Linked DNA regions of Mus musculus: regions 2, 3, 4 and 5 are each linked to region 1. The links are chromatin contacts, called in public ChIA-PET, HiChIP or PLAC-seq and promoter capture Hi-C maps. All regions are on one chromosome and are shown on one strand. Each heading gives the region's core, a stretch centred on a gene start, on an enhancer-like site or on the middle of the called end of the contact. The rest is flanking DNA. Distances are from core to core; before and after follow the strand shown. Region 1 holds the start of Ddx19a (DEAD box helicase 19a). Region 2 holds the start of Gabarapl2 (gamma-aminobutyric acid (GABA) A receptor-associated protein-like 2). Region 3 holds the start of Tmem170 (transmembrane protein 170). Region 4 holds the start of Zfp1 (zinc finger protein 1). Region 5 holds the start of Znrf1 (zinc and ring finger 1).

Region 1 (5,719 bases), core at 1,024-3,523:
TTCCAACAATAGCTGAGTAGATTCATTGTTTCATTTGGGCTTTCAGCCAACACCGCCAGAAATCAACCTCATAGTGGATGCAGGTGGTATGAAAGAATTTTTTTAATTCATTAAATGCAGGAGTCGTGGTACATGCCTGTAATCCCAGCACTCGGGAGGCAGAAGTAGCAGAATTTCTGAAAGTTCAAAACTATCCTGTTCTACATTGAGAGTTCCAGGCCAGAAGGAAGGAAGGAGGAAGGAAGAAAAGGTTAGGAAAGGAAGCAAGCCAGATGGGTGTGAGAAGGCTCGGCTGATTCCATGACAAGCTTCAGATTGGCAGTTAAGGAGACGAGGTCTAAATCTCTGTCTCCAAGAACTGGGCAATTCCAGGCAAGTCCAGGCCTCACAAGCTGCCCTGCCACCTGGCCTGAGGCAAGGACAATGGGTCAGCAGCAGTTTCCAGACTTCCTCAGCCCCCCACACCCTGGTAATAGAATAGAGATGAACCCAACAGATTAACATAGAGGTCACCTTAACCCAGGATTCCCTAATATGCTTTAAATCAGGCCTGCAAGCTCACTTGGGTCTCTTTTCTCTCTCTCTCTCTCTCTCTCTCTCTCTCTCTCTCTCTCTCTCTCTCTCTCTCTCTCTCGGTCATGGGGAGACCCAAGCATGCTGAACTTGTACAGAATAAAGAACACTTTGCATTTACAATCTATTTGAGTTGGTGTGTGTGTGTGTGTCATTCTTCAGCAAATTATGGACCCTTAGAGTGGTGATGGTGCCTAACTTTAATCCCAGCACTCGGGAGGCAGAGGTAGGCAGATCTCTGAGTTCAAGGCCAGCCTGGTCTACAGAATGAGTTCAAGAACAATCGAGAGCTACACAGAGAAACCCTGTCTTCACAAACCAAACCAAACCAAACCAAACCAAACCTAAATATCTTGCAAACCTAAGACAAGTCAAAACTTGAACTTCTTAATTGTTGTCAGACACTATGTCTTCTCTAAGAAGTATGTCCCAGCAGATACATGAAGAAATAGCCATGTTCTTGGTACTAGAATAGGTATGCTTGGTAGTGCAATTTCAAGAGGACAATGGGCAGTTAGACTCAAAATATATGCATTTTGAGACTAGGTCTCCTGTAGCAGAGACTGGCCTTGCACTCTCAATCTTCCTCCTACACCTCCCAAGTACTGGAGTTAAAAGTGTTCACTACCATTCCATTAAAATTTTGCACTATTTTAAGAGCATCCTTTTTGTGAAGTGCCTAAGTCATTCAAACAGCTTTACACAACTATCATGACTTAAAATGTATCCCAACAGAGGGAAAGTACTTCTCTTATCCCAGTATTTGGGAGGCAGAAAAAAAAAAAAAAAAGCCACGGGATACATGAAATTCTTGACTCAAAAAAAAAAACAAAAAAAAAAAAACAAAACTAAATACATATCCACACACATAGGATGTAACTCTGTTTTGTTTGTTTTTAATTGTTTTTTGAGACAGGGTTTCCTCTGTGTAGCCCTAGTTGTTCTGGAATTTGCTCTAGTGGCCTCTGCCTCCCAAATTCTGAGATTAAAGGCCTGTGCCACCTATGCTCAGATCATTTCATTCTTAGTTGTATGTATATGCATGTGTGTCTGCGACTGCAAAGGCCACTAGAGAGCGTTCTATTTTTTTAAAAAATATTTATTATTTATATGTAACTACACTGTAGCTGTCTTCAGACACACCAGTAGAGGGTGTCAGATGTCATTACGGTTGGTTGTAAGCCACCTTGTGGTTGCTGGGATTTGAACTCAGGACCTTCGGAAGAACAGTCAGTGCTCTTAACCGCTGAGCCATCTCGAGAGAGAGCGTTCGATCCCTTGTAATCTAGGTGTTGGAGATTATTAAGGAGGAAACCGAGTTCAAGGTAGCCTTGTTTTAAAACAAGATACCTAGTTTCAAAACCAAAAAATGGGTAAGTATTTTGGTTATGAAATGAAGCGATTGGGCGAGTACTAAGTAACTCTGCAGAGCTCTAGGACGTTAACTCAATTAGATCGCACCTAGCGAGATGGAATTTTTTTTTTTTTTCCTCCTCTTTTTAGCATTTCGAGACAGGGTTTCTCTGTGTGGCCCTGGCCGTCCTGGAACTCTCTCAGTAGATCAGGCTGGCCTCAAATTAAGAAATAAGCGACTCAGGACCTTAAAGTGCTAAGCTCCGCATGCTTATCTTCCTGGGGGCGGAGCGTGGGTGGAAGACGGACGCGCGGGGCAGGAACTGACGTCAACTCCGCGCGGGTCTTTTTCCGCTCCGTGTGAGTGGCACTTGGCGCGGGCTTGCGTTCGGCGCTGGTGTTGGCGGGGCGCGGAGCATCTCTGCAGGTCGGCTCGCGTCGGGACCATGGCCACCGACTCATGGGCGCTGGCGGTGGACGAGCAGGAAGCCGCTGTCAAGTCGGTCAGTGGCCTGGTGGGGATTAGGGGACTGAGGCGGACATGGTTTCCAGCACGGGGACCTCAGAGCCGGGCCAGCCCGCGCTCGCTGGAGTTTGCTGTGGGCGATCACTTAGCGCGGCGGATTTGCTCCGACAGCGAAGAAAACCCGCAGCGAGCTTCTTATCCGAGTTTGGACTGAAAAGTTGCTCCCATGGTGACATTGTCTTTATTAAGTGTGTGAGGCCCCAAACTGGCCCTTCTCTTGACCTCTTACAAGAAATGGCAACATAAAATTCTCTCTTTTTTTCGTTGTTGAGGGGTAGTTTTTGAGTGAGTTTATGCTGCCTTTCCCCTAACAGCCCCACATTCATGCTTAACCGCCAAGCGGCAGTTTGTAGCTCGCCAGAATAACGGGTTTTGTTTGTGTTAATGCTTCACTTAGCAACAAATGCAAACTGTCTAGTTGCTATTTTAAGTGTCGTATAGTTTTTGTTAGATTGTTTTTGTGTTTTTGGAGGGGTGCGTTGGTGGGTTCGAGACGGTGTAGCCCAGGTTGGCCTCTGACTTGCTAATTAGCTGAGACTGGCCTTGAGAGCTCTTGCATCCCTATCCCTCCGCCTCCTCTTAAGTGTATGAGTTACAGCTTTGCTGCCTGTGTTTTTGACACAGCCCAACTGGCTTCACTATTTACCTCGGGGTCGCCTCAAATACTTTCTTTTAATATCTTATGTTTTCTATGTGTGTGTATGGGTGTTTTGCCTGTTCGTATCTATGCACCACACTTGAGCCTACATATGTTAGAAGAGGGTTTTAGATCCCCTTGGAACTGGGATTTACAAACTGTTGTGAGCCACCATGTGGCGCTAAGAACCAAACCCTGGCCCTTCCGCAACAGCAGCGAGCTCTCTTAACTCTTAAACCAATTCAGCTGAAGAATGAGCAGTTGATTTTCTTTTTTTTTTTTTTTTTTTTTTTTTTTCCATTTTTTATTAGGTATTTAGCTCATTTACATTTCCAATGCTATACCAAAAGTCCCCCTTACCCACCCACCCCCACTCCCCTACCCACCCACTCCCCCCCTTTGGCCCTGGCGTTCCCCTGTACCGGGGCACACAAAGTCTGCGTGTCCAATGGGCCTCTCTTTCCAGTGATGGCCGACTAGGCCATCTTTTGATACATATGCAGCTAGAGTCAAGAGCTCAGGGGTACTGGTTAGTTCATAATGTTGTTCCACCTATAGGGTTGAAGATCCCTTTAGCTCCTTGGGTACTTTCTCTAGCTCCTCCATTGGGAGCCCTGTGATCCAGCAGTTGATTTTCTTAAGAAGCTCTCCTTATTCTTTGTTTTTAAAAGTTATTTGGATTTGCTTTGTGTATATCCTCGTATTTTGAACATGGATGTGCCGCATTCATGTGTGGAGGTCAGGAGGTAGCTTGTGAGGGTAGGTTCTCTTCCTCCAGTTTGTCAGGCCATCTTATGAACCCCATCTGAAGTTTCAAATCTAGTGATTATTCCTAAGACATAGTGACTGAATTTTTTTTCTTCAATTTAATTCTGTGTGTAGCCCTGGGTATCTTGGAATTTGCTCTGTAGACTCAGAGACGCACCTGCCTCTGCCTCCTGAGTGCTGGGACTACAGGTGTGTGCCACCATGCCTGGTGTAATTACATGTTTTGAGAAGAGGATCTCACTTTGATGTCCAGACTGGCTTCAAACCCCTGGAATCCAGTAATCTTCCTGTCTTACCTGGAATTGCAGGAAAGGACCACCATACTCACATGTTTGGCTTTTAAAAATGTACTATCAAAAACTGGGGAGTTAGTTTTGTAAATCACCCTTGCCTAGCCTGAATAAGGTCCTGGGTTGGAAACCCTAGCACTACAGGGGTTTAAAAAAATGTATGCCCCTAATCTCATTATGAGAGGACTGTCACCACAACTACTTAAACATCCTTGATTTGTTCAAACCATTCTGCTTATCAGGAAGCTGACGTAACCTCCTTGAGATAAGCCTCGCCACCACCCCACCCCCCCAGCATGCACATACCCCCCAGCATGCACATACCCCCCAGCATGCACATACCCCCCCAGCATGCACATACCCCCCAGCATGCACATACCCCCCCAGCATGCACACATACCATTCACCACACAGAGTTGTGAACATTTCCTGTTCAGAGAGGCAGGATTAATCATCAGGGTCTGTGTGTGGCCAGTGAATCCAGAACAAAGGATGCCAGGCTGTTTATTGACTGGCCGTTCCTAGCTATGGGTTACTCTTCACTCTCGAGAGAGCTGTGTGTTAACACATTTGTAACCAATCATGGTTTAATGGACTTGCTTCGTTTTTTTTTTGGTTTTTTTGTTTTGTTTTGTTTTCTTTCATCAGGCCTTCTGGAGGCTACTTTAATGTGGTTGAATTAGGAAACTCCAGATGGTCTTAAATGTTCAGACCATTCCAATGTATATTTCTGCTGATCCATGTGCATAAATGAGGACTAACCAACCAATGAAAAGTTCTGCTGTGTGATGCATCCCCAGGTCTGCTTGCTTTCTCATGACCTCTCTGCCATTAAAGGAGAAAGTGTGTTCACCTGCTTTTTCTCTAGAAAACCTGGTTCCTAAACTCTTTTTTTTTTTTTTTTAAAGATTTATTTATTTATTATATGCAAGTACACTGTAGCTGTCTTCAGACACACCAGAAGAGGGAGTCAGATCTCATTAGGGATGGTTGTGAGCCACCATGTGGTTGCTGGGATCCGAACTCAGGACCTTCAGAAGAACAGTCGGGTGCTCTTACCTGCTGAGCCATCTCACCAGCCCCTCCTAAACTCTTTTACTGTTGTGGTGGTCTAGATGAGATGTTCCCCGTAGACTTAGACATTTTAACACTTGGTCCCCAGTTGGTGCTGCTGTTTGGGGAGTCTTAGGAGCTTTGGCTTTGCTGGAGGAAGTATGTCCCTAGAGGCAGGCCTTGTGAACAGAAATTGCCTTATTTCGATACAGTTAAAGATTCGAGCCTTCAGCGTCTGATCTCAGTTGCTGTGCCTTTGCTCTGCCATCGTGGACTCTTATCCCTAGAATAACTGTAGAACCACAAGCCCAAGTGAAGTCTTCTGTAAGTTGTCCTGGTTATGCTGTTTCGTCACAGCAATAGGAAGTCAGTAATACACATGAGAGTGTGCATCTCCATTTCTCAAAGACCTACAGTAGGTCAGTCAGAGAGGGCAAGTTGGGGGGACAATACCACTGTCAAGTACAAGCGAGATCAGTACAGTGCCTCTAGGAAGAGTACCAGCACACCAGTACAGGT
Region 2 (5,719 bases), core at 872-3,371, 940 kb before region 1:
AGGGAGGGAGGGAGGGAGGGAAGGAAAGAAGGAAGGAAGGAAGGAAAAGGAAAGGAAGAAGTTGTACTAAGAACACCTCCTATGGTTTGAGTTTTATAAGCGGCGAATGGATTTCCAAGCCACAGGCCCAGCTAGCAAACACTTCTTACCTGGACTGTGGGACTGTCTTGTCCACAAACAGGAAGATGGCCTTCTCGGAGGGAAGCTGGATCCTTTTCCTGATGATCCACATGAACTGAGCCACAGTGATGTCCGAGGGGACCAAGTACTTCCTCTTGTCTATGTCAACAATCTGAGAGCCCGAGACTTTTTCCACGATCACCTGGGAAAGACGGGTCAGAAGCTCAGGCCAGTCCTCCACAGAGCAACTTTTGCCTGGAATCCACAAAGGCTGCTACCTGGTTCCCAGCACTGTGAGAGGGACGGCGAGGGAGAGCGAGCTCCAGCACTTACCCACAGGGCTTGATTGCTCCAGTCTGATGAGCAGAGTGTGGACAAGGCAGTGTGTGGGAAACGGCACAGATGAGTAAATCAATATGCCCACAGCTCAAGAAGCCCCGCTCTGGAGGCCCAGAGCTGACTGATATTCCTCATTTCTGATCTCAGCGTTTGTAAGAGAAGCACAGCTACAAAGCTTTCTATCTTCTTCCAGAGACAGGGTCTCTCTGTTAGTCCCAGATGTCCTGGAACTGTAGACCAGGCTGTCCCCAAACTCTGAGATCAGCTGCCTCTGACCCCTGAATGTTGGGACTGAAGGCACGTGCCACCCCACTGCAAGGGTAGCTCTCTAACATTTTATCTAGGCCGATGAAAAGATTGATCTGGCTAGGGTTTCATCTGTCATCTTTTGATCCATAGATAGACCCTGTTAGAGCATTCCAATCCCCAACAACACTGGAAAGAAATGGATGAACTAAGGGCAAAGCTATACAACTACAGCCACCCAAGAGCCGACATTTTCATTTGGCCTGTTGCTTCTCTCTGAACAGTTAACATTTATCCTCCTGCTTCTCAAAGGGACTGTTTACAAGCAAAGCACTACAATAGTAAGACTTTATGTCCTTCAAAAATCAATAGTGATATCAGAAACGATCGCCCCAACTAGGGCAGAAAGCAGAAATAAAGCAACATACTTATTGATTAGAGGCAAAACGAGAGCATTTCAGATTTGTTAGTCAAACAAGGATGGCAGAATCAGGGTAAAGAGAAACTCGAAGTTAAAGGTCCAGCGTTAAAGATGACTACCTTGAAAGGATGCTACCGTATCCAACCCCAAATGCCAGTCTCCCTCCACCATCATTCCCCAAAGTGGCAGTGACCTGTTGCCCTGTCCTAGAACACGGTTCCTTACATAATTGGTGAGGGAGCCGAGAGGCTGCAAGCAGCTTGCTGCCCTAGATCGGGAGATTCAGCACTGGTGCCCCTGGACAGCACCAGCCCCTTAAGCCCCAAGCTTGGGCCGGCGGAACCCCAGGCTGTCCTCGGTCTCTGGGCTACACCTTGAGACCTTAAGTTCTCAACTGTTGCACGGCCTAGCGCGCCCGCCCGACACCTCTCCTAGACGCTAAGGGTGACAGCGGGGTGAGGGGGCGGGGAGTCCACACTCACCGGAACTCGGTCGGGGTACTTCGCTCTGATCTTCGCGGATTCCACGCATCTGTGTTCTGGGGAAGAAGAAAACCAGGCTGACATTCGCACTTGCCGGACAGCAGGGCCGCCGCTGCCGGAACCCCTTCTTCCTGTCCGCCCTTCTCCGCCCGCAACCTGCCTGCGTGCGTACGCCCCGAGTCCTAGCCCCGGAGTCCCTCGCCACAGATCCCCTCAGGAACTCCCAGCGAGATCCACGTAGGGCGACACGGGTCCGTGGGAGGCGCCAGGATGCCGGGGCCTTGGCGACCCAGCGGGCCCGGCAGGGCGGCGGGAGTGGGGGAGGGGCCGCGATCTGGGGCCCCGCAGGCCGACCGCGCTTACCCAGAGAGTGGTCCTCCTTAAACATCCACTTCATGGCGACGGGAAGCGACGGAGCCGGCTCTTCGAGCCGCGGACTTCGGCGAAGCGACCACAACAACAACGGAGGCGGCGGCGGCAGCGACGACTACTCCACAGGCGGGACTTCCGGCTGCCGGAGCCTAGCAACCTCCCGGGGCGGGGCTTCCGGCGGGCCTGGTAAGAGCTTCAGTAGGCTACGATTACGTGAGAGGGCGGAGCCTAAGCGGAGACCTAGGAGCGCTCCTGGGAATGGAGACTGACGTAGGTGGCTGGGAAGTCTGTGAGTGACAGTGGAGACTTTAGGAATTAGTGACTGGAATGGAGTTTCAGGATTGTGCATGACAGGCAGGTCATGGCTCATAGCTTGGAACGCTTGTAAAGGGCTCTGGAAGGGGAAGTCTGGGGCTTAAGGAGAAATGAATATTAATTTTTGGCTGGGTGAGAAGGCGGGAGCTCGGCATGGAGGGATAACCTGTTCCAAGCGCTGTGTGCAACGAGTACTGGTGACCACCTAGAGGTCTAGTATAGGAGTTGTTGCACCTAAAATTTGATTTAAACAAATCTCACTTCCCACTCACGAATACATATTTTAAACATTCATGAACACTTATGAACAAGTACCACACATACTCATTTAGTCAACGGAATATCCCTGATCACAGAGATTCTTTATCGGAAACTGTCAGAGGCGAAGTGCCAGTGTCAGGCGGGGAGGATTCCTGGGAGAGCTGGTCATAAGACACCCTAGGAGAAGGAGCTGGCAGTGGGAGTGGCTCGGCACTAACCCTGAGCTGTGGGTGTCACCTGCCCTAGGCACAAGCCTCGAGGTTCCACCCCTGTCCAAGTCGTAGCATAGTCATCCAGGAAGTCGGCTCTGGGTCACCATCTGTTTATGCACTGGTGAACACAGAACATGAATATGCAGTTAATCGGCCACCTGACCACGTGCTTATATGATCTGCCGCATCTGTAGAGCCAGTGTTTGAACCTTGTCATCAATCATTCCCTACAGTTGAAATTCCTGATAGATGCTGTGGCTATAACTTCATTCTGAAAGTATTTGTTATTTTCCACTGGGGGGAGGGGAGAGACTCAGTTCCCAGCAGGTAAAAACGCTTGGTGCCAAGCCTGCCAGACGGAGTTCAATCCTGAGGACCCAAGTGATGGAGGACAACCTGTTTACAAAGGTTATCTTCTGGCCTCAAGGCATTCACTGTGGCAAGCCTCCATACACATACACACCCAGATGCAGGGAAGATAATGAAAATCTTAAGGAAAAAAAAATTTAATTTAAAGAACTTTTAAAACTTTGTGTTAGCTGGGTGTGGTGGCCCATGCCTTTAATCCCAGTACTTGGCAGGCAGGTGGATTTCTGAGTTCAAGGCCAGCCTAGTCTACAGAGTGAGTTCCCAGACAGCCAGGGCTACACAGAGAAACCCTGTCTGGAAAAAAAAAAAAAAAAAAGACTGTGTCTGAGCAACTAGGTGTTTGTCTTCTGCAAAACAAAAAATGCATTGAGTGTTATGTTGCAGACATAACACAGTGCTGTTCTGGAGACTGGGAGAAATCCATGGAGCAAAACAAACAACACCCCTGCTGTAGCAGAGCTTTTGTGCCTTGGGAACAGAAACTAAATGTCAGGTGATGACAGGTGACATTTAGAAAAGTAAAACAGTGGATGACAAGAACATGAAGCACTGCTGGGGTGGAGGGCTACTACAGAAATTGTCAACTGCCAGGAACACAGGGGACCCCAAGTGGCTAAAGAAATGAGAAGGAGTGGGACGAGATAAGGGTCAGAAAGATCTGGAACAAACCGGTGTTTTGAGTTGCACAACTGTGACTTTTACCATCAGGTAACAAGAGCTTTTAAGAAGATCTGTAATGCATTCAAGCATTTTTTTTTTTTTCAAGATAGGGCTTCTCAATTTAGTCCTGGCTGTCCAGGAAATCACTCTGCAGGGCAAGATAACCTAGAACTCAGAGATCTGCCTGCCTCTGCCTCCTGAGCTCCCGGAACTAAAGAACTTTGCCGACACGCCCAACTCATTCAGACATTTTTTTTAAACGATCAGGTTAACCTGGGAGTGTAGTTCAGAGATGGAGCACACCCAGGCCTGGATTTAATCCCCAATGTAAGAAAGAGAGAGACGGGAAAGAAATCACTAGCTGGAGATTTAGCTTAGCCAGTAGAGGACAGCATGCCTGAAGCCTTGGGTTCAATCCCTAGAAACACATAAACCAGCCTGGAGGTTTATACCTGAAATCTCAGTTGTTTGTTTGTTTGTTTGTTTCTTTTGTTTTTTTGGGGTTTTTTTTTTTTGGTTTTTTTTTTTTTTTTTTTTTTTTTTTTTTTTTTTTTTTTGGTTTTTCGAGACAGGGTTTCTCTGTGTAGCCCTGGCTGTCCTGGAACTCACTTTGTAGACCAGGCTGGCCTGGAACTCAGAGATCCACCTGCCTCTGCCTCCCCAGTGCTGGGATTAAAGGCATGAGCCACCACGCCTGGCTTTTTGTTTTGTTTGTTGAGACAGGGTTTCTCTGTAGAACAGCCCTGGCAGTCCTGGAACTCCCTTTGTAGACCAGTCTGACCTTGGACTCAGAAATCACCTGCCTCTCTCTAGGGTTAAAAGTGTGTACCTCAGCCGGGCATGGTGGTGCATGCCTTTAATCCCAGCACTTGGGAGGCAGAGGCAGGCGGATTTCTGAGTTCTAGGCCAGCCTGGTCTACAAAGTGAGTTCCAGGACAGCCAGGGCTACACAGAGAAAAGCTGTCTCAAAAACAAAAAAAAAAAAAAAAACAAACAAAAAACAACAACAAAAGTGTGTACCTCTATGCCCTGTTCACCTGCAAAGTCAATCAATGTGGAGGCAGGAGAGTTGGGAATTCAAGGTCATCCTCTGGTATCATTGGGTTGAAAACCATCCTGTTTCAAATCTATTTCTCAGGGGCTGGTGAGATGACTCAGGTAATAATATCTGCTGCCAAGACTAAGGACCCTTGAGTTTTGTCCCTAGGACCCTTGTAATGAAAGAAAAGAAGTGAACCGGTCAGTGATGGGGCTCACCTTTAACCCCAGCTCTCAGGAGACAGAGGTAGGCAGATCCTATCTCTCTGAGTTCAAGGACAGCCTGGTCTAAGAAATGAGTTCCAGGACAGCCAGGGCTACACAGACAAATCTTGCCTTAAAAACAAAAACAAAAAAAACAGGCTTAAGAGGCTGAAGTTTAGCTCAGTTGTAGAGTACTTTCCTACTATACACAAAACCCCTAGTTCGAATCTCCAACTGCAGAAAGGGAGTGAGGGAGAAATTTTTCAAAGCTGGTCATTATTGTGGAGAGCTTTTGGGGCCACTTGGCGCACAGGAGTGGGAGTGGGGGGCACTTTGACATTGGACCAGGACAAGGAAGTGTGCTAAAGGGAGGAATTTGACATTGAGCCAGGACAGGGAAGTAAGCTCAGGCCTGAATCTGATTTGGGGCTAGAACAAAGAAGTAGGCCTCAGGCATGAATATGATTTTGGGTTAGGATGGGGAAGTAGGCTCTGCTATCTTGGTCACCCTGATTAGCCCTTAGAAAAAGTGATCTTGGGACATTGTTTATTGCCTTGCTCGTTCCTTGACTATTTGTGTTTATTGTCTTGTTTGTTCCTTAACCTAGAACTGACCTTTTTACTTGCATGTAATTAAAATGGTAAAAAAGCAGATTGGGAAAAAAATAAAAGCATCTCAG
Region 3 (5,719 bases), core at 901-3,400, 880 kb before region 1:
TCAAACCACCAAATTTTCATGTCTATATAGGCAATCTACAGATTCTCCCTGGAAGGCTTCTTAGGGACCTTTGTGAAGTGCTGGGGATCAAACCCAGAGCTGCAGGCATATGAGGCAAGGCGTCTCTCAGAGCTATAACCAACCCAACTTTAACTTCTTTCCTTTGGGAGGGAGGTGAACATCTGGGCATTAATGGATATAGCACACTTATGGGAAAGGGCTGTTGGCATTGTTCATGCTATCCTGTAAAAGCAAAAATCCTACAAAATCTAAAATGCTGACAAGATGTCTAAATATACTGAAAAACAGTTGCTGTAAAAGGTTTTAAAGTTATTGATTTATTATATATGTGTATTAGTCTGGATTCTGCAGAGGGAGAGAACTTAAATATTTATATTTATTAATGAATATGTTAAATTATTTATTGAATGTATCATATATATATATATATGTATATATATGATTTATAGAGTGGCTTACAGGAAGTGGTCCAGCTAATCCAGCAATGGCTGTCTACTAATGGAAGGCCCAGAGTCCAGGAGTTGTTCAGTCCATGGGGCTGGATGACCCCGCTGGTCTTTCAGTATACACTGGAATCTCTAAATAGGTTCTAATGCCAGTGTCTTAGTTTGGGTTTTACTACTGTGAGGAGACACCATGACCGAAGCAACTCTTATAAAGGCAAACATTTCATTGGGGCTGGCTTACAGTTTCAGAGGTTCAGTCCATTATCATCATGACAGGAAGCAGGGCAGCAGGCATGCTGGAGAGGGAGCTGAGAGAATCTCAGCAGGAGAAACTGTCTCCTCCGCACTGGGGTGGAGCTTAAACACTAGGAGACCTCAATGCCTGCCTACCCAGTGGCACACTTCCTCTAGCAAGGCCACACCTCCTAATACGTGCCACACTTCGCATGGGCTAAGCATATTCAAACCGGTAGATGGCGTGGTTCAGATCAAAGGTGGATTTTCCACCTCAAAGATCCAGATTATAGGTATTGCTACTTTAAATCCCTCACAGGTTTCGCCAGCCATTGCGGTTTTAGTTCATTCCAGGCGTCGTCAAGTTTACAACCAGGGAGAGCCATGGCCATATGTGTGTGGGAACCTGTGCAGGTCAAAGGACAACTTGCAGTTATGGGTTCTCTTTTACCACGTGGGCTCCTGAGATGGAACTCAGGTCACAGCTCCTAAAAGTTTCAACTTCTGTGACTTAGAGAATTTCTGGTCCTTTTTTTCTTTTTGGTTTTTCGAGACAGGGTTTCTCTGTATAGCCCTGGCTGTCCTGGAACTCACTTTGTAGACCAGGCTGGCTTCGAACTCAGAAATCCGCCTGCCTCTGTTTTGGTCCATTTAAAAAGTCTTATTTTTGCTTGTTGGTTGTTCGGAAGTTGAACCTACAGTCTTTTGTTTTGTCTTGTATTTGCTTTGGTTTTGGTTTTGACAGAGTTTCTCTATGTAGCTCTGGCTGTCCTGGAGCTTATTCAGTAGAGCAGGCTGGCCTCGAACTCAGAAAGCTGCCTGCCTCTACCTCTTGAGTGCTGAGTTTAAAGGCACGTATCACCACCGCCCAGCGAACCTATAGACTTTGACAGGCTAAGCAACTGGGGTTGGAATCTAGGGATGTGCAGCTAGGCTGGTTCTCTGTCAATACATATTCAGTCCTACAGAGAAATTTGAGTAGGCTAGTGGTCACTTAATTTTTATTTTTGGTGATGTATCCTTGTATACTATTTTAAAATGTATGTGAGTCTATGTGTATGTGAAGGTAAAAAGACAACCATGGGAGTTGGTTCTCACCTTTCACCATATGAGTCCTAGGGATGGAAGGCAAATCCTTCATGCTTGGAGGCAAACACCTCGCCTCTACCCGCTGAGCAATCTCACCGGACTTGTCCTACTTAAAGGTGGCACTAAAGAGGGCAGAGCCCAACACACCCAGATGGAGCAGAAGAAACTTGCCACTAGGGGCGCAGCATGCCGTGGGTTTCTCTAATCGAACGCAGCGCCAGGGGGCGGGAACAACCGTTACCCCGCCCCCTCCATCTGCGGCGCCCTGTGATTGGAAGGAGAAACGATTACTCTAGCAGCGCCGTTGGAGTGGGCGGGAGAAGAGGGCCGGCCAAAGGTGACGCCGTGGCTGCGGAGGTGCGGTACTCCGCGGCGCGGCGGGCGGTGGATGGCGGCGGGATGGAGCGCGAGGGGAGCGGCGGTGGCGGCGGCTCAGCCGGGCTCCTGCAGCAGATCCTCAGCCTGAAGCTCGTGCCGCGGGTGGGCAACGGGACCCTGTGCCCCAACTCCACTTCGCTCTGCTCCTTCCCAGGTACGCCCCGCCCCGCGCCTGCGCACTGCGCACCTGTCGCCTGCCTCCCAGGGCGAGGCCGAGGCAGCCCTGGAATCGCACTTGGGGCGACGGCTGTCCAGTCCTAGTGACTGCTAGTATCCTTCCTCTGAGAGCCTGTGTGCTGACGCTGTCCTCTGACTCTGTCCTACACCCACTTTCCCACCAGCCTGCTCAGACCTGTTGCGGATTCCCCCACCCGCACCTAGAAGAACTTAAGACAGAACTTCTAAATTGCTCTTAGCTCTTACCCGGGCTTCGCCGCCTTCTGCCAGGAGGGCTTTTAAAGTTACATTTACATTGTAGAACTGCTACAATTCAGAAAGTTGTGGAGAAGAGAATGATCCCCTGAGGTTATTAATAAAGGCCCTCAGGGGAGGGCATGATTGCTTTGGGTTTTTGAAGGCAAGACGACAGAGGCGGGGGTGGGGTGGGGTGTGGGGGGGTAGGGGTATTAGGACACTGCCGCAAAGAGAAACTAACCCAGTGACGTTGTAAAAGAGGATGACGGGTGGGATTGCTGACTGCAACCTTCGACCAGACACCTGTGAGTCTCATCTACTGGGCAGCGACTGCCAGGCGCCTCTCGGTGGACACCTGGGACCTGCCTGTGTAGTAGCTGACAAGGTGGCTGCCTTTTTGTTTTGTGGCAGCTGAAGATGTTAGCTTGTGATCCTGCCCACAAGAAAAGAGTCTGGGAGTTCAGATTGTTTCCAGAAGTACTAGTGTCCCACCTGACAGTGATTACAAATAAATACATATATAAATAAACAAACAAATCTGAAAGTGATTACAAATAAGTAAACACACAGACACACAGCATTCTGGCGACCTTCTCCAAAAGATGAAGGGTTCTTTCTTTCCTAGGATTCAGTGAGTCTGTTCTAACTCATTTTCTTACTTCTCTCCCAACTATTAAGGAGATTTCCAAACCTGAGAAGGCGAAACAGAGAATAACAAGTACCCATATGCTTAGTTCGGGTGGTAAAAGTCACATGTCTACTTAAAAGCTGAGGCTCATTAGGCACTTGTGAGACCATCATAGGTGGGGTTAGGTAGGCCTAGATGGTAGGCTAGATTATGGGGCCACAGTTGTATATTTGGCTGGTGTTGATGGATGTCTCATGCAAAGCAGGACTATTCTGGTTTTACAGCCTTGGTCACATCAATGTGCATGTGTGTACACATCACAATTTAACTTCCTGCACTGCGGAAGACGAGACATTAGGATTCTTGAGCTCAAAACTTCTGAACCAGGGATGTGTGTCCTGTCACTGTCACGGTGCCCCCAAGTCAGATCACTTCTAAAATCCATAACACGGATAAAGGGATGTTATTTAAATAGGCCTTATTTAAATTTTTCTCTAGTCAACCAAATAGCTTTTTTCTTAAAAACAAAAAATTGCCGGGCATCGTGGCGCTCGCCTTTAATCCCAGCACTCAGGAGGCAGAGGCAGGCAGATCTCTGAGTTCGAGGCCAGCCTGGTCTCCAAAGTGAGTGCCAGGACAGCCAGAGCTACACAGAGAAACCTTGTCTCAAAAAAAGAAAAAAGAAAAAAAATTTTAAATATATGCATGTGTTTGGGTGTGTGGATGTGAGTACAGGTGCCCACCCAGGCCAGAGGCCGGGAGTTACAGGTGGCTGGGCTATCTGACCTGGTTGCTGGAAATAGAACTCAGGTCCTCTGAAAGAGCAGCAACCACTCTATCTCTGAACTGTTTCTTCTTTGTGATTCTTTTTTTTTTTTTTCATTTTGTTTCTGTTTTTATTTGGTGAGAGAAAGAGTTGTTTTACCAAGAAGGAAAAAAGGCAGATGGCCTGTGAGCTGAGAAAAGGGAGCCGGTCAGAAGCCTTACTGAAGTCCAGATGCTAATCAAGAGTCAGACATGAGCCATAATGCGTCAGCGCTCAGGGCTCACTGGGAACTGAACTCAGATCCTCTGGAAGAGCAGCAGCCGCTCCCAACTGCTGAGCCATCTCTCCAGACTCTCCTGAAAATGCTAATCCGCATGATGTATTTGGGTTTTATTCCTGCTATGGCTGTGACAAGGGTACCATTTACCAGGACTCATTCCTTCATCGGGTCACCCTTCTAGCCGATGTGGGCTCCTGACTGGAGGTATAAACCTGGGTAGGATCACAACAAGCTAAACACTAGGCTAATGCAGAACAGATAGCCCTTGACCTCAAGTTGACCAGAGTGCATCATGAGCACGCCCCATCCCCGCAGTGTCTCATCTTCATTTGGAATTCTGGTTATAATGCGTACTTAAAGGTTTCCCCCTAGTTAGAGACACTAAGGCCCTCTTACTAGGAATCTATTCAGAGTCCTGAGCCTGATTCCCTTTCTACTTTGGTCACACAGGAAAAGTTAACTTGTACTTTATGCTAACTCATGGCAGATCATTGCCCTAAAATATTCTGTGGTTTCTCTACACTAAAAAGCTTTGAATTGATTTTTTTTTTTAAATCCACTTTTGTAATTTGGACATCTAGAGTTCTGCCAGAGTCTCCTTCTGACTTGCTCTGATCTCTTTTGCTGTTTCTTTGTGTTTGTTTGTTTGAGACAAGGCCTCATTGTGTAGCCGAGGTGGCCAGAGAACCTGAGCCTTCCAGGCGTTGGTGCTGAGATTCCAGGCCTGCACCACCGAGACTGGCTTTTAGTTGTCATTTGTAATAATCAGGAATGACATTTGTTCTCTGAACATAGGGTTTCACTAAATTAATGTCAAATTAATCACACCCAAGAATATTTTGATTATGCTGTTGCTGGAGTCAAGAATGGATCCAACTTAGACAAGTCAGTAATACATTTACAGAATATGATGTATCTGTTGAAGGTTTTTTAAAAAATATTTTTTTATTTATTTTATGTATATGAGTACACTGTAGCTGTCTTTAGACACACCAGAAGAAGGCATAGGATCCCATTACAGATAATTGTGAGCCACCATGTGGTTGCTGGGAGTTGAACCCAGAACGTCTGGAAGACATCAGTGCTTTTTTTTTTTTTTTTTGCTTTTTTGAGACAGGGTTTCTCTGTGTAGCCCTGGCTGTCCTGGAACTCACTTTGTAGACCAGGCTGGCCTCAAACTCAGAAATCCGCCTGCCTCTGCCTCCCAAGTGCTGGGAATAAAGGCGTGCACCACCATGCCCGGCTGACAGCAGTGCTTTTAACTGCAGAGACATCTCTCCAGCCCTTAAGGTTTATTTTTATTTATGTGTATGAGCATATGTGTATAGGTGCCCATAGGGAACAGAAGAGGCCATTCAGTCTCTGGGAGCTGGAGTTACAGGTATTTATTTGCCCAATGTGGGTTTTGGGATGTGAATTCCGATCCTCTGTAAGAGCAGTAGCAACGGCTCATAACTGCTGAG
Region 4 (5,719 bases), core at 2,372-4,871, 650 kb before region 1:
ATCTACCCCCTGCCAGTGGGAATGTACCAGTCCAGCTGTGGGAGTCAGTCTAGAGGTTTCTCCAGAGACTAATGATTCTTCTTCCACGTGATTCAGCTACACCAGTCCTAGATTCTTCACCTAAAGATCCCCATATCACAGACACCTGCACAGCAATAGTTTTCAGTTTGTTTGTTTTTTCAGCATTACTCAATACAGCTAAGGTATGGAACCAACACAGGCATGTAACACCAGAGGAATGGATAAAGAAACATGGCACACATAACGGCTTTTTTTTTTTTTTTTTTTTTTTTTTTTTTGGTTTTTCGAGATAGGGTTTCTCTGTGTAGCCCTGGCTGTCCTGGAATTCACTCTGTAGACCAGGCTGGCCTCGAACTCAGAAATCTGCCTGCCTCTGCCTCCCGAGTGCTGGGATTAAAGGCGGGTGCCTCCATGCCGGGCACATAACGGAATTCTTAATTCTTCATGTGCATGTGGAGGTCATGGAACTTTCAGGAGTAGGTCCTCCAGTTCTCTCCTCCTACTGTACGGATGGGTTCCAGGGCTCAAACTCAGAGTTTTTGTATTGGCTGGAAGAGTCCTTACCCACTGAGCCTTCTCACTAACTCCACAATGGATTTTTTTTCAGCTATAAAGAAGAATGAAGTAGGCCAGACAGCGGTGGCGCACTCCTTTAATCCCAGCACTTGGGAGGCAGAGGCAGGCGGATTTCTGAGTTCCAGGCCAGCCTAGTCTACAAAGTGAGTTCCAGGACAACCAGGAGTACACAGAGAAACCCCGTCTCAAAAAAACCAAAAAGAAAAAGAAAAAGAAAAAGAAGTTATGTCATTTGCAGGAAAAGGGATGCAACTGGTTATCGTCAATTAAACAAATTACTCTAAAAAAACCAAAAACATGCTTTCTGATTTGTGGTTCCTAGATTTATAGATGCCTAAAATCATGTATAGAAATGAAACTAGGAAGACAAAGGGACTAGCAGGGGCTAGCAGGGGCTAGCAGGGGAGGATTAGGCAGAGGCGACGGTATAATATGTATTACTGAGTCTGGCAGGGCTGCGTAAGGGGCGGCGTGACAGAGTTCCTGCCCAGGAGCATTACCTGGTTGTGGATACCATGTGCTGATGGTTGCGGTTGCCCTGAAGCTGATCTGCTGTCTTTATTTTACTTTCAATTTCTCTTTCTGGTGAATACGCCTCCCCCATTACTCAGAACTAATCACTTCTTAACAGATGAAACAGAAGCGGTTCACAGGAATGGGGGTGGTCATGGGGCTGCAGGGGACTAGGGACAAACAGGCCTTAAGGCCATGGAAAGATCTAGACAACATAACTACAAAGGCCAGAAAAACCTAGATGGTCCTTACTAAAAAGCACTCATTATGTGACTTATCTTTAAACTTGGAATTGTATGAGGAGATACGTGTACCCTGATCCAATGCCTGCTGCATTAGTTAGCCAGGGTGACCTTGGGGACATCAACGATAGAGAGTTAAAGTGGTCTCAAGAAAAAAAGGCATGGATAGGAAAAGAAGAAGTATTCTGGGGGCTGGAGAGATGGCTCAGTGGTTAAGAGCACTGACTGCTCTTCCGAAGGTCCTGAGTTCAAATCCCAGCAACCACATGGTGGCTCACAACCATCTGTAATGAAATCTGACTCCCTCATTAAGACAGCTACAGTGTACTTTCATATAATAAATAAATAAATCTTTTAAAAAAAAAGGAATCTGTAAAAAAACAAGCAAATGACAGGTGGGCTTATCTTATAGGAGGAAAACGTGTGTATGATGCAGAAACAGATAGTATTAGAAGGAGAGTGTAGTTTAACGGGAAAGTACAGCAGGCTAGTGAACTAACGTTTATGGAGAGATTGTCAATCTTGGACCTGAGGCTATGGAATTGTTAAGATATGGAAACAAAGATTAGAGAATTAAAAGATGATATGCATATAAAAAGTTAGTCCTTCATTCTCCTTGCTACTGGAGGGACTGGAGAGATCAATGCCTAGAGAGAGATCAGACAGAGCCACCTGCTTTACTTGCGAAAATGTTAAAACTTTGTAAAGATTTATTTAATATATGTAAGTACACTGTCACTGTCTTCAGACACACCAGAAGAAGGCATCAGATCCCACTACAGACGGTTGTGAGCCACCATGTGGTTGTTGGGATTTGAACTCAGGACCTTCAGAAGAGCAGTCAGTGCTTTTACCCCACTGAGCCATCTCTCCAGCCCAGTAAGAGATTTTTTTTTTTTTTTTTTTTTTTTTTTTTTTTTTTTTTTTTTTTTTTGGAGACAGTGTTTCTCTGTGTAGCCCTGGCTGTCCTGGAACTCACTTTGTAGAAATCCGCCTGCCTCTGCCTCCCAAGTGCTGGGATTAAAGGCGTGCGCCACCATGCCCGGCAAGAAATCATTTTAACCTCAGTAGTCTGTCACTTTTCTGTTCTTATAGCCACTTTAATGACTGTCTGCTGTGCCAGGAAACCGCAAAAGCTATGCCCAGCTGCCGTGAAGAACAGACTGTGTTCAAACAATAAGAAACCACAAGAACTGTGCCCTGCTGCCCGTGAAGAGAACACTGTGTTTAAGAGATAAGGAAATGTACTTTTGCTTAGCTTTCATTTCAAAGAAACGGGGGTTGGAGGTTCGGGATTACTGGAATTTATGTAACCATGGATTTTTTTTTTTAGAAAATGATTAACAGCGGTAAAAAGATTTAATGAATAAATCTTTAGTAAATAAAAGACTGGGTTCAGTTTCTGACAAGAGAACACATGAACTGACAGCTTGTATCCACTACTGACTCATATATTATTCAGTCAGCACCACTCCCACTCACCCCTTTCTCAGGACCATCCTCACCTCAAGCTGAGGCTGGACCTCGGCAACATACTTATATGAAAACTTTTACCCAAGCTAAACAGAAAAGTCAATATTAGAAAAAAAGAAAAGCCAATGTTAGGAAAAAAAAAAAGAAAAAGAAAAATCTGTTATACTGACGCTCAAACCGGAAGTAACGGGATAGACGTGATAATTCCGTGACAATATAACTGGAAACACCAGACACCAGGAACAAGGAGGTTCCAGGAGCCCGCAAAGCCACCGTGGGGGCGTGGCTAGCACCGTGAGCCCCGCCCCCACACCCTCGTGGAGGGTCAAGCGCGCGCCCGCCCGCCAGGCTTCCAGACTCGCCCCCGCGCGGCCTGAGCCCCGCGACGGCCAGCAGTGGCGCGTCTCCCCCCAAAGGGAGGCTGAGCCCGGGAGCTGCCCGTCCTCCTCCGACCCCACACACGCCGACCGCGAACAGCCCATAGGGACCGACTCTCAGAAGAGCTCGAGGCCCGACCCTACGCCCAGGGGTCGCCGCGGCCCGCAAGGCGTCGAAGTTGAGACTCCCACTCCGGCGCAGACGCGACCTTCCTCCCGGGCCCGCGCATCCCGGCCTTGCAGACATACCTGGAGGGGTCTAGCCTCCACTCGCGGTTCCGGGTCACGAGGCTCGCGGAGAAGGGGGCTCTTGTCACCCACTCGCGACTGCAGGTGGGGGAAGGGCGAGCGCTAGCGCTTTTGCGCAAGCGTGCACCTTGTGGAGCGAGCGGCCGTTCCCAGAGTCCTCGGAGCTGTGACGCTGAGGTGTAGGACTACAATTCCCATAATGCCTCTGAGCCGCGCTGCTAGGAACTCTGGGAAACGTACGCATTATTAGTTGGGTAGGGACCGTTTTTTCCAAGTTAACAGTCTGGTTTGTGTTACGGTCCCTTTCATCTTCCTGTGCTGTTAAAAACCCGGATTTGGAGTAACTGATTAAAACTTTCAACAACAAAATATGTGCGTTAAAGCAAATCTCAACCGCACTGGAAGCACACACCTTTCTGGGTGTGGTAGTGCACGCCTTTAATTCAAGCTAGTGAGAAGTAGAAGCAAGCAGAGATCCCTGGGAGTTGGAAGACTTAGAAAGTCTCAGTCCAGTCAAGGCTACAAAGTGAGATCCCCGTGTTACACCCACCCAGACACACACATTACCACTACCACCATTTTCCTTAACCTCTCGGCTCTACAGTTACTTTTGGAAGCACTGGCACAAATAACCCCATGTTTGTTGGTTTGAGACAGGGTCTTGTCAAGCCTAGGCTGGCTTCAAACTAATGATCTTCCTGTTTCAGCTCCCTGCTTACTGGGTTCTGGAGAGGGGAGGAAGCTAAGTAAACTCACTTCAGATACAAAAGCTTCAAAATGAAAGCTTCATTTTCTGTATGGGGCAGCCAGTTCTGGATCTGAACCTCGTCCCCCAAGGGAGACTGCACTGCAGGATGGGAACACAAAGGGGGGCGGGGAGGGGCTGTTGCAGTGACTAATCATATTTTGACACAAGGAGTTAAGGAAGTTTAACATTGGTGGTTGTGCCTTATCCTGGTTTCAATGTCCTGAGTCAGCTTTTGCAGTCAAGTCCCCTCCTGGACTCTGACCTGGCATTTAGAATGATAAGGGAACTGCACGTAGTCCGTTAAATCACGACAGGAAATAAATACACTTACTATTTGCATGCCTTAGTTAGATAATGGGATAATGGCAAAACCCCCTTTTTATATCCATTACTGGTTAACACACAGACATGAAACACCTGAAGAAGCAGGATAGGAGTTGATTCTGGGATCTGGGAACATGAACTCAGTTTTGGCCCTGCCAGCAAGATGGAACTTGTTTCTGAGATGGTTAGACTCATGAAATGTCTCCTAACAGGCGAACGGTACCATGCTCAGTATGATTTTATTTCTGTTTTGACCGTGATTATGAACACTGCATAGCTGCATGCATATGGTGCACATCCATACATATAATAGTCAAAACACTCATGCACATAAAATCGTAAAAATTTGTTGTTGATGATAATTTTAACTTTGCATAAAATATACACAAAACTATTTCTGAGGCATGGGGGGGTCAGGAAGGAAAGGAACGGGGATAGAATTGATCCCAGTGCTCAGAAGTAGAGCAGCAGGAGTAGGTGAAGGCTGATCTGGGCTATGGGAGACTGCCCCTCACATAGAGGGGGAGTAATCTCTAATCTCTCTAATCTCAGCACTTGGGAGACTGAGGCAGGGTCACTGCTATGAGTGTGATACCAACCTGGGCTGCTACACAGTGAGTTCTAGGCTAGCCTGGGATAGAGAGTTGAAGACCAATCTCAAAACTAGAGCTGGAGCCTGCTGTGGTGTGCTCAATTTTAATCCCAGCACTCAGGAGGCAGACACCATTGAATCTCTGTGAATTTGATGCCGTCTTAGATTGCATAGTGAGTTCCAGTACAGCCAGGGCCATGTAGATTCTTCTTAAAAAAAAAAAAAAAAAAAAAGCACCACCACCAGCAAAAGCAGGGCTGGAAGGTGGTTCAGAGGATGACGGTGCTTGCCAACAAGCCTGACGCCTTGAGTAGCAGCCCTGATCCTCCACATGGTGGAAGAAGAGAACCATTTCCCACAAGTGATCCTCTAACTTCCACATGCACACTGGCACATTTGTGAGTGCACACATGCCATATTGTCATCTGTATTTGTTTTTTTGTTTTTTGTTTTTTTGTTTTTTGTATTTGTAAAACATGGGAAACTATCTAGATCGTTCGATGATTGTGAATCAAACTGTAATTATATACAAACAGAACTGGAAGAGATGCTGAAAAGGATCTGTGCTCAGAGGATGGAGGTGTCTAATTCACCAAGAAATGAA
Region 5 (5,719 bases), core at 1,418-3,917, 540 kb before region 1:
AAAGACACCCAAAGGATGACTCTAACTTTTCTTGTATTCCCATCACTCAGTGGGACTCCCTACTCCCGTGACTGGGTGGGAGTAAGATGGTGGGGAGAACACTAAGCCTTCATATCTGGAGAGTGTGAGATATTGGAACTCAGTTGTAAGTTCATAACTCTATCAGAGAACCTGACAATAGAACAAGGATAATGAAGTTTCTATTAAGAGACAGACTTAAGAAATCTTACCAAAACGATAACTCCTTTTCTCCCTCCCCATATAAGCTTTTATAAAGGTATTTGCTTGCTGCACTCAAAATTGTTTTAAAAGCATGCCAATAACAGTTCACTTACAAGTGTACTCATAATCGTCTCGAAATAAAGCTGAGACTTCTGGACTCAACTATTTAGGGAAGATTATTAATTCCAACATGCCCAACACAGACCAAATGACTAGAGGGTACCAAAAGCAGACATGCCTTGTGTCTGATGTCCAGCATTTTAGTTAAAGTCAAAGAAGCTCTAAGCCAGCCACTATAACCCACCAAAGTTACTTCAAAAATTATGGAATTGATCAAAAGAAGGAAAGATACAAAACCAAACAAGACAAAACAAACCCTACCTTGTTTTGCAATGAGCTACAACAGTGACCTCACAGGTAAGCCCTCCATAATGGACCCTGAGGACAGGAGAATGATTTCTCCTACACAGCAACAAAAATTGCCCAGTTCAGGCACAAGAGTCTGAATACTTAACTGCTTCACTCAGACTGGTAGTTAACAAGCAGCAACCCCACACCCCTTTTGACCAGTTTTCTAGAGGCCTGCCCTGGCTTCTCAGGACAGCCAAGCAGACAGACCTGTTTTCCTGTAGAAGTCTCTGCCAGGCCTTTGCTGCCCTACCACCAGCCAGGGCCTGGGAAATCCCCCTCCAGCCTTTTCCTGGCCTGTCACCAGAAGTGCACAGAATGAGTTCATCTCCATCCTTTCCATCTTCCTCTTCCCTAGTCATGTGCCAGCTGTGGGGCAATACCACCCCACCTCTCCTGGGCTCTATGAAAAGAAAAAAAAAAAAAAAGATGCACAATCACGGGAAGAACAAGCACTTATCGTGGAGCAGGGGAAAAAAGATGGAGGGATGTGAGAATCCCTGAGCCAAATCTACTGCATGCAGACCAGAATCCTGGTCCTGCAAACCCAAAGACGGAGGCTTTCCACATAGCAGACCACACCTGTCTAAGCCAGCCTCCTGTTCCATTTTAAACAATTGATACAGCAAACCAGTCGGGTGGAAAAACAAACCACCTCCCTTTCCTAGCGAGAATAAGAACCCTAATCCAAGAATCACTCGCCCCTAGTTTTATTTCTTTTCTCACTCTTTGTTTAGGAGACACTACCTCCTTAACCAGAAAGGTAGGTACCATGCTGCAGCGGCAGAAATGAAGAGTCTCAGACAAGAAGACCTTTGAGGATCATGACGCTAATAAATGCGACCTCAATAGGCAGGTTTCACTCAGCCATCCACAAGTGAACACATGCCTGCAGTCCTAAGGTACCCGGCTCCACACGCCTAGTAGGCAGCTTTCCCCCTAGGCAGTAGTTATCTTATTTGATCCTATTCATCCTCTGACATGGAAGGAACCAGGGGAAGGGCAGGAGTTAGCTTCATACCCATACCTTAGCACATTAAGAGGTTTCGGGCGCCCCGGCGCGCCCTCCCTTGCACTCCACCCTTCAAGGCCTCCGTCACCCGCGGACTCACCACTGTGCGAGCTGAACCACCTGGGTGCGATGTGCAGAGGTAGAGCATCCGCCAGCGAGGCTCGGGAGCCCAGGTACAGCATCCCGTCTCTATGGTGACCGCCGCCGGTCTCTTGGTAACCATTGCCGTGGGCATAGGTGGAGTCCGACGTGGACCCTCCGCCGCCCGGCGCCCTCTCGGAGTCGCCGGTCCCGCGGGAGGCGGGGGTGTAGAGACTAAAGGGCACCCCTCCGGCCGTGCTGGGGTCCATGCCCATGCCCGCCACCGAGCTGACCGAGCGGCTGCGCAGCCCCATCGCCCCGCCGCCCGTCCGGTAGTGCCCAAAGTGGGGCGCCCCTCCCGGCGGCGGCACGGCGCTGTCATCCGTAGAGACCCCCGGGAAGGGGCCCCGAGAGCGGGCCGCCGTGCTCTGCTTGCCCCCCATGTTCGCCGGGGCCCCGGTGGGGCGGGAACGTGGAGGCTGAAACCCTCCCCCACTACTCAGAAGCGGGTGGAGGTCTGGGCGAACATAAAGGCGGAGGGTTGGGGTTGGGGAGAGTCACAAAAGAGCCCCGAGGGGAGAAAAATGAAAAAAGGTGAGGGGGGGAATCCTCAAAAAAAATCCGCGGGGTGGAAAAAGCAAGCGAGCGGGGACCCCAAACTAAGAATTTCAAACTGTCCAAGCCGAATGCATGTTCCCCTTAAGGTCCGAAGAAGCGCGGTCCAGAGCCGGCGCCTCGCGCCACAGGCCGCCCCCGGGCTCCGGAGCCTAAGGAGCCGCAGCGAAGGGAGGGAGGAGCCGGAGGAGGCCGCTCGCCCGCAGCAGGAAGCGGCGGAGGCTCCGGGCGCCGCGCCGTTCGCGTCCCCCGTCTCAGGACTCCTCAGCCCGCGCCGGCGGCCCTCACTCCTCCAGGCTTCGGGAGGGCTCGCGGCGGTGGGGCAGCCAGGCGGAGCTCTGGAAGCCGCGGTCGCGTGGCGTCGCGCTCCGGCTCCAGCCGCCGCCGGCCCCGCCAGCCAGCCGCACCGCCCCGCTCCGTCCCGGGCTGCGCTCGCCGGCGCTCCTCGCCGCCGTGGAGACAATGGAGGGCGGCAGAGCGCACGCGCGGCCCGCGCCCCCTCCCTCCTCCCGCACCCCCCCCCCCGCCGGGTTAACCCCTTCGCGGCCCCTGCGGCGCAGCAGCGAGCTGCGGCCTTGGAGGTCCCCACCCACCTACCGCCTGCGCCCCGGGCGGTCCAGGGACAGGACGTCTCCAGCCGCCGGGCGTCTGCGACAGAGGTCAGACTTCCTCTGGATCACAGCTCTGCTGGAGTCGCGGCGAAAGTCGAATCAATGTCTTCAAAACGAGACCCTGAGTGGGGGGAGGGGTAACGACGGTTTTAGCGGGTAGGAAGGAAACACCGAGAAGAAAGAAAAACCAACTAATAAAGCCTACCTGGGTTTGAAGGGTCACTGGGGGAGCTCCCCTCCCGCCACAGACCTGCCCTCACAGCACCCTCTGGTGGATATGCTGTCCATTCGTTTGGAGGTTCTCCATCCAAGGACCCCAGCCAACCTTAGGAAGTTTAGCATGGGGGGCGGGGGGGGGGGGGGAGGAGGGAATCAGCTTGGACCCAAACACATTTGGGATTAGCTGTTAGGAGATACAACAGTGCCCCAGTGGCGCCTAGACTTTGCTGTCGTTAGATCAGAACCAACTATTTGGGTCTGAATCGATTCCTTAGGCTAGAATATAATCCTCAAAATCAATAGGTGGATTAAAAAAAAAAAAAAAGTAAGAACCATGCAGCGGGAAAGCTGTTTTAGAAACTCCTTGCCCAAGGCCGATTGCTGTTTTGTTTATCATGTATTTTGACATAGAGCCATATTTTGACATAGAGCCACAAGGCAAGGGCACAGTACTCAATAAATATTTGTTGACCAAATTGCATTTTGCAACAGAGACTCACCTTGCCAGGTCAGTCCCAGTCTTTCTCATATTTTCACTTTGCTTATTCTTTGAGCAAATAATTTTTCAAGTGCTCAGCTCTGAGCACCGTAAGCATCACCCAGTCACTAACCTGACCTTCTCTTGTCACTCTGTCAAGTGGGCTCCGTGCTTCCGAAAATGGAATTGGAGGGAGATTTAAAGGGGCTAATAGACTTGTCTCTTCCAGTGTGACTAGCCTGGAAGGCCACAGAAAGATGGTTGTTTGCAAGCACAGAGTGCTGGGGGTGAGCTAAAAGCTTCGAACAAGCTGGGCAGTGGTGGCCTATGCCTTTAATCCCAGCACTTGGGAGGCAGAGACAGGAGGATTTCTGAGTTCGAGGCCAGCCTGGTCTACAGAGTGAGTTCCAGGACAGCCAAGGCTATACAGAGAAACCCTGTCTCGAAAAAAAAAAGAAAAGAAAAGAAAAGAAAAAGAAAAGCCAATGCAAAAATTTTCATGGCTGTGGTGCTCACCTTAATCCCACCACTCGAGAGGTAGAGGCAGGACAATCTCTGAATTCCATGCCAGCCTGGTCTACAAACCAAGTTCCAGTACAGCTAAGGCCACACAGAAACTCTGTTACAAAAAACCAAATTGCGTGTGTGTATCTAGGGGCTGGAGAGTTGGCACAGGGGTTAAGAGCGTTTGTTCTTAGAGAGGCCCCAGGTTCATCCCAAGCACCTATGTGGTGATTCACAGCCATCCATAACCCCAGAGGCATGATACATGCATACATACAGTCATTCATATATAAAAAAAAATTAGTAGCCGGGCATGGTGGCACATGCCTTTAATCCCAGCACTTGGGAGCCAGAGGCAGGCGGATTTTTGAGTTCCAGACCAGCCTGGTCTACAAAGTGAGTTCCAGGACAGCCAGGGCTATACAAAGAAACCCTGTCTTGAAAAAAAAATTAGTAAATAAAATTTTATAAAAATAAACGTAAGGGTTGGTGAGATGGCTCAGTGGGTAAGAGCACCCGATTGCTCTTCCGAAGATCCAGAGTTCAAATCCTAGCAACCACGTGGTGGCTCACAACCATCTGTAACGAGATCTGACGCTCTCTTCTGGTGTGTCTGAAGACAGCTACAGTGTACTTACATGTAATAAATAAATCTTTAAAAAAAATAAAACAAACACACTGAGATAATATCCAGAATATTATCTGTGTCTAAATCAGGAATGTGTGCACTTCTAAAACTGAACTGAGTGATCTGAAGAAAATTTTAAAAACTACTAGAGGCTGGAGGGATGACTCAGAAGAAAGTACGTTGCTCTTGCAGAGGACCTGAGTCTGATTTGAAGCATCATTTCCAAGAAATCAGATGACCTCTTTTGGTTTCCATTGGCACCCGCACATAGGTAGCACTCACTCATGTAGACATATACACATACAAATAAAAATCAGTCTGTAAAAAGGAAACATCTATTTTTTTTTTCTCAGAAGAAAGACTATGGTAATCAGAAAACAGAAAAAAAAAAACCTAGATTCTTGACACATCTACTTTTGAAAAATACGTTATAACCATCTTAACAAAGTTGTTTTCATCTTATTCACTACACACATGTGTGTATGTGTGTGTATGTATGCATATATAGTTATCCCCCAACTCAGGTGCTGGAGATTAAAGCTAGGGCTTCATATATGCTGGGCAAGTACACTACTAGTGAGCTATAACCCATTCCCTAATAAAATATTTAAAACTGAGAAGTTCCAGACTCTCCTAAATTCTAGCATACAGTGAACAAGACAGTTGGCGTTCCCTTTCTCATAACCTTCAGAACAAGCATTTTGTGCCCTCTTGAATGGCTATGATCAGAGGAAGATGGTAACCGCTGCGGAGAGATCAGACCCGCCAACCTTCCTGCTGGCAATGTTAAATGGTTGATTGTTTTGGAAAGTTGCCTGGCAGTTCCTCAAGAAGATTAAACAAGCTGAGTGTGACAGGCTCACATCTTTTATGTCAGCAGTAGGGAGACAGAGGCAGGAGGCTGGCTGTGCTTAAGGCCAGCCTGGGCTACATAGTTTCAG

What was found. Promoter capture Hi-C pulls out the DNA fragments that hold promoters and counts their contacts. ChIA-PET counts read pairs in DNA pulled down with a chosen protein or histone mark. HiChIP or PLAC-seq counts read pairs in DNA pulled down with a chosen protein or histone mark.
Region 2: a contact with region 1 is called in an H3K27ac HiChIP or PLAC-seq map of microglia, with 5 times the contacts expected there. The contact joins the promoter of Gabarapl2 here to the promoter of Ddx19a in region 1. A contact is called at or near these places in 1 of 39 promoter capture datasets (cranial neural crest) and 1 of 115 datasets of contacts at active chromatin or transcription factors (microglia).
Region 3: a FOXA1 HiChIP or PLAC-seq map of pancreatic cancer cells shows a contact between it and region 1. The contact joins the promoter of Tmem170 here to the promoter of Ddx19a in region 1. A contact is called at or near these places in 1 of 39 promoter capture datasets (liver), 1 of 115 datasets of contacts at active chromatin or transcription factors (pancreatic cancer cells) and 1 of 9 other capture datasets (adipose tissue).
Region 4: an RNA polymerase II ChIA-PET map of memory CD8 T cells shows a contact between it and region 1, with 14 read pairs. The contact joins the promoter of Zfp1 here to the promoter of Ddx19a in region 1. A contact is called at or near these places in 2 of 39 promoter capture datasets (liver and pre-B cells) and 2 of 115 datasets of contacts at active chromatin or transcription factors (memory CD8 T cells and pancreatic cancer cells).
Region 5: a contact with region 1 is called in a promoter capture Hi-C map of liver, with 3 times the contacts expected there. The contact joins the promoter of Znrf1 here to the promoter of Ddx19a in region 1. A contact is called at or near these places in 3 of 39 promoter capture datasets (embryonic stem cells and liver) and 3 of 115 datasets of contacts at active chromatin or transcription factors (bone marrow-derived macrophages, memory CD8 T cells and pancreatic cancer cells).

What each region holds. Positions count from the first base shown.
Region 1 is chr8:110,994,377-111,000,095 of GRCm38.p6, reverse strand. Ddx19a (DEAD box helicase 19a) reads left to right here and starts at 2,273. Exons shown (of 12, transcript NM_007916.2): 1 at 2,273-2,429. The coding sequence starts at 2,373. Gm51551 (a long non-coding RNA gene) reads right to left here. Exons shown (of 3, transcript XR_003947457.1): 2 at 4,548-5,719; 3 at 3,640-4,153.
Region 2 is chr8:111,937,105-111,942,823 of GRCm38.p6, reverse strand. It overlaps Gabarapl2 (gamma-aminobutyric acid (GABA) A receptor-associated protein-like 2), which reads right to left and starts at 2,121. Exons shown (of 4, transcript NM_026693.5): 1 at 1,972-2,121; 2 at 1,609-1,664; 3 at 150-322. The coding sequence starts at 2,005.
Region 3 is chr8:111,873,106-111,878,824 of GRCm38.p6, reverse strand. It overlaps Tmem170 (transmembrane protein 170), which reads left to right and starts at 2,150. Exons shown (of 3, transcript NM_025781.2): 1 at 2,150-2,322. The coding sequence starts at 2,190.
Region 4 is chr8:111,641,345-111,647,063 of GRCm38.p6, reverse strand. It overlaps Zfp1 (zinc finger protein 1), which reads right to left and starts at 3,621. Exons shown (of 4, transcript NM_001037665.2): 1 at 3,452-3,621.
Region 5 is chr8:111,533,588-111,539,306 of GRCm38.p6, reverse strand. Znrf1 (zinc and ring finger 1) reads right to left here and starts at 2,667. Exons shown (of 4, transcript NM_133206.4): 1 at 1,743-2,667. The coding sequence starts at 2,166.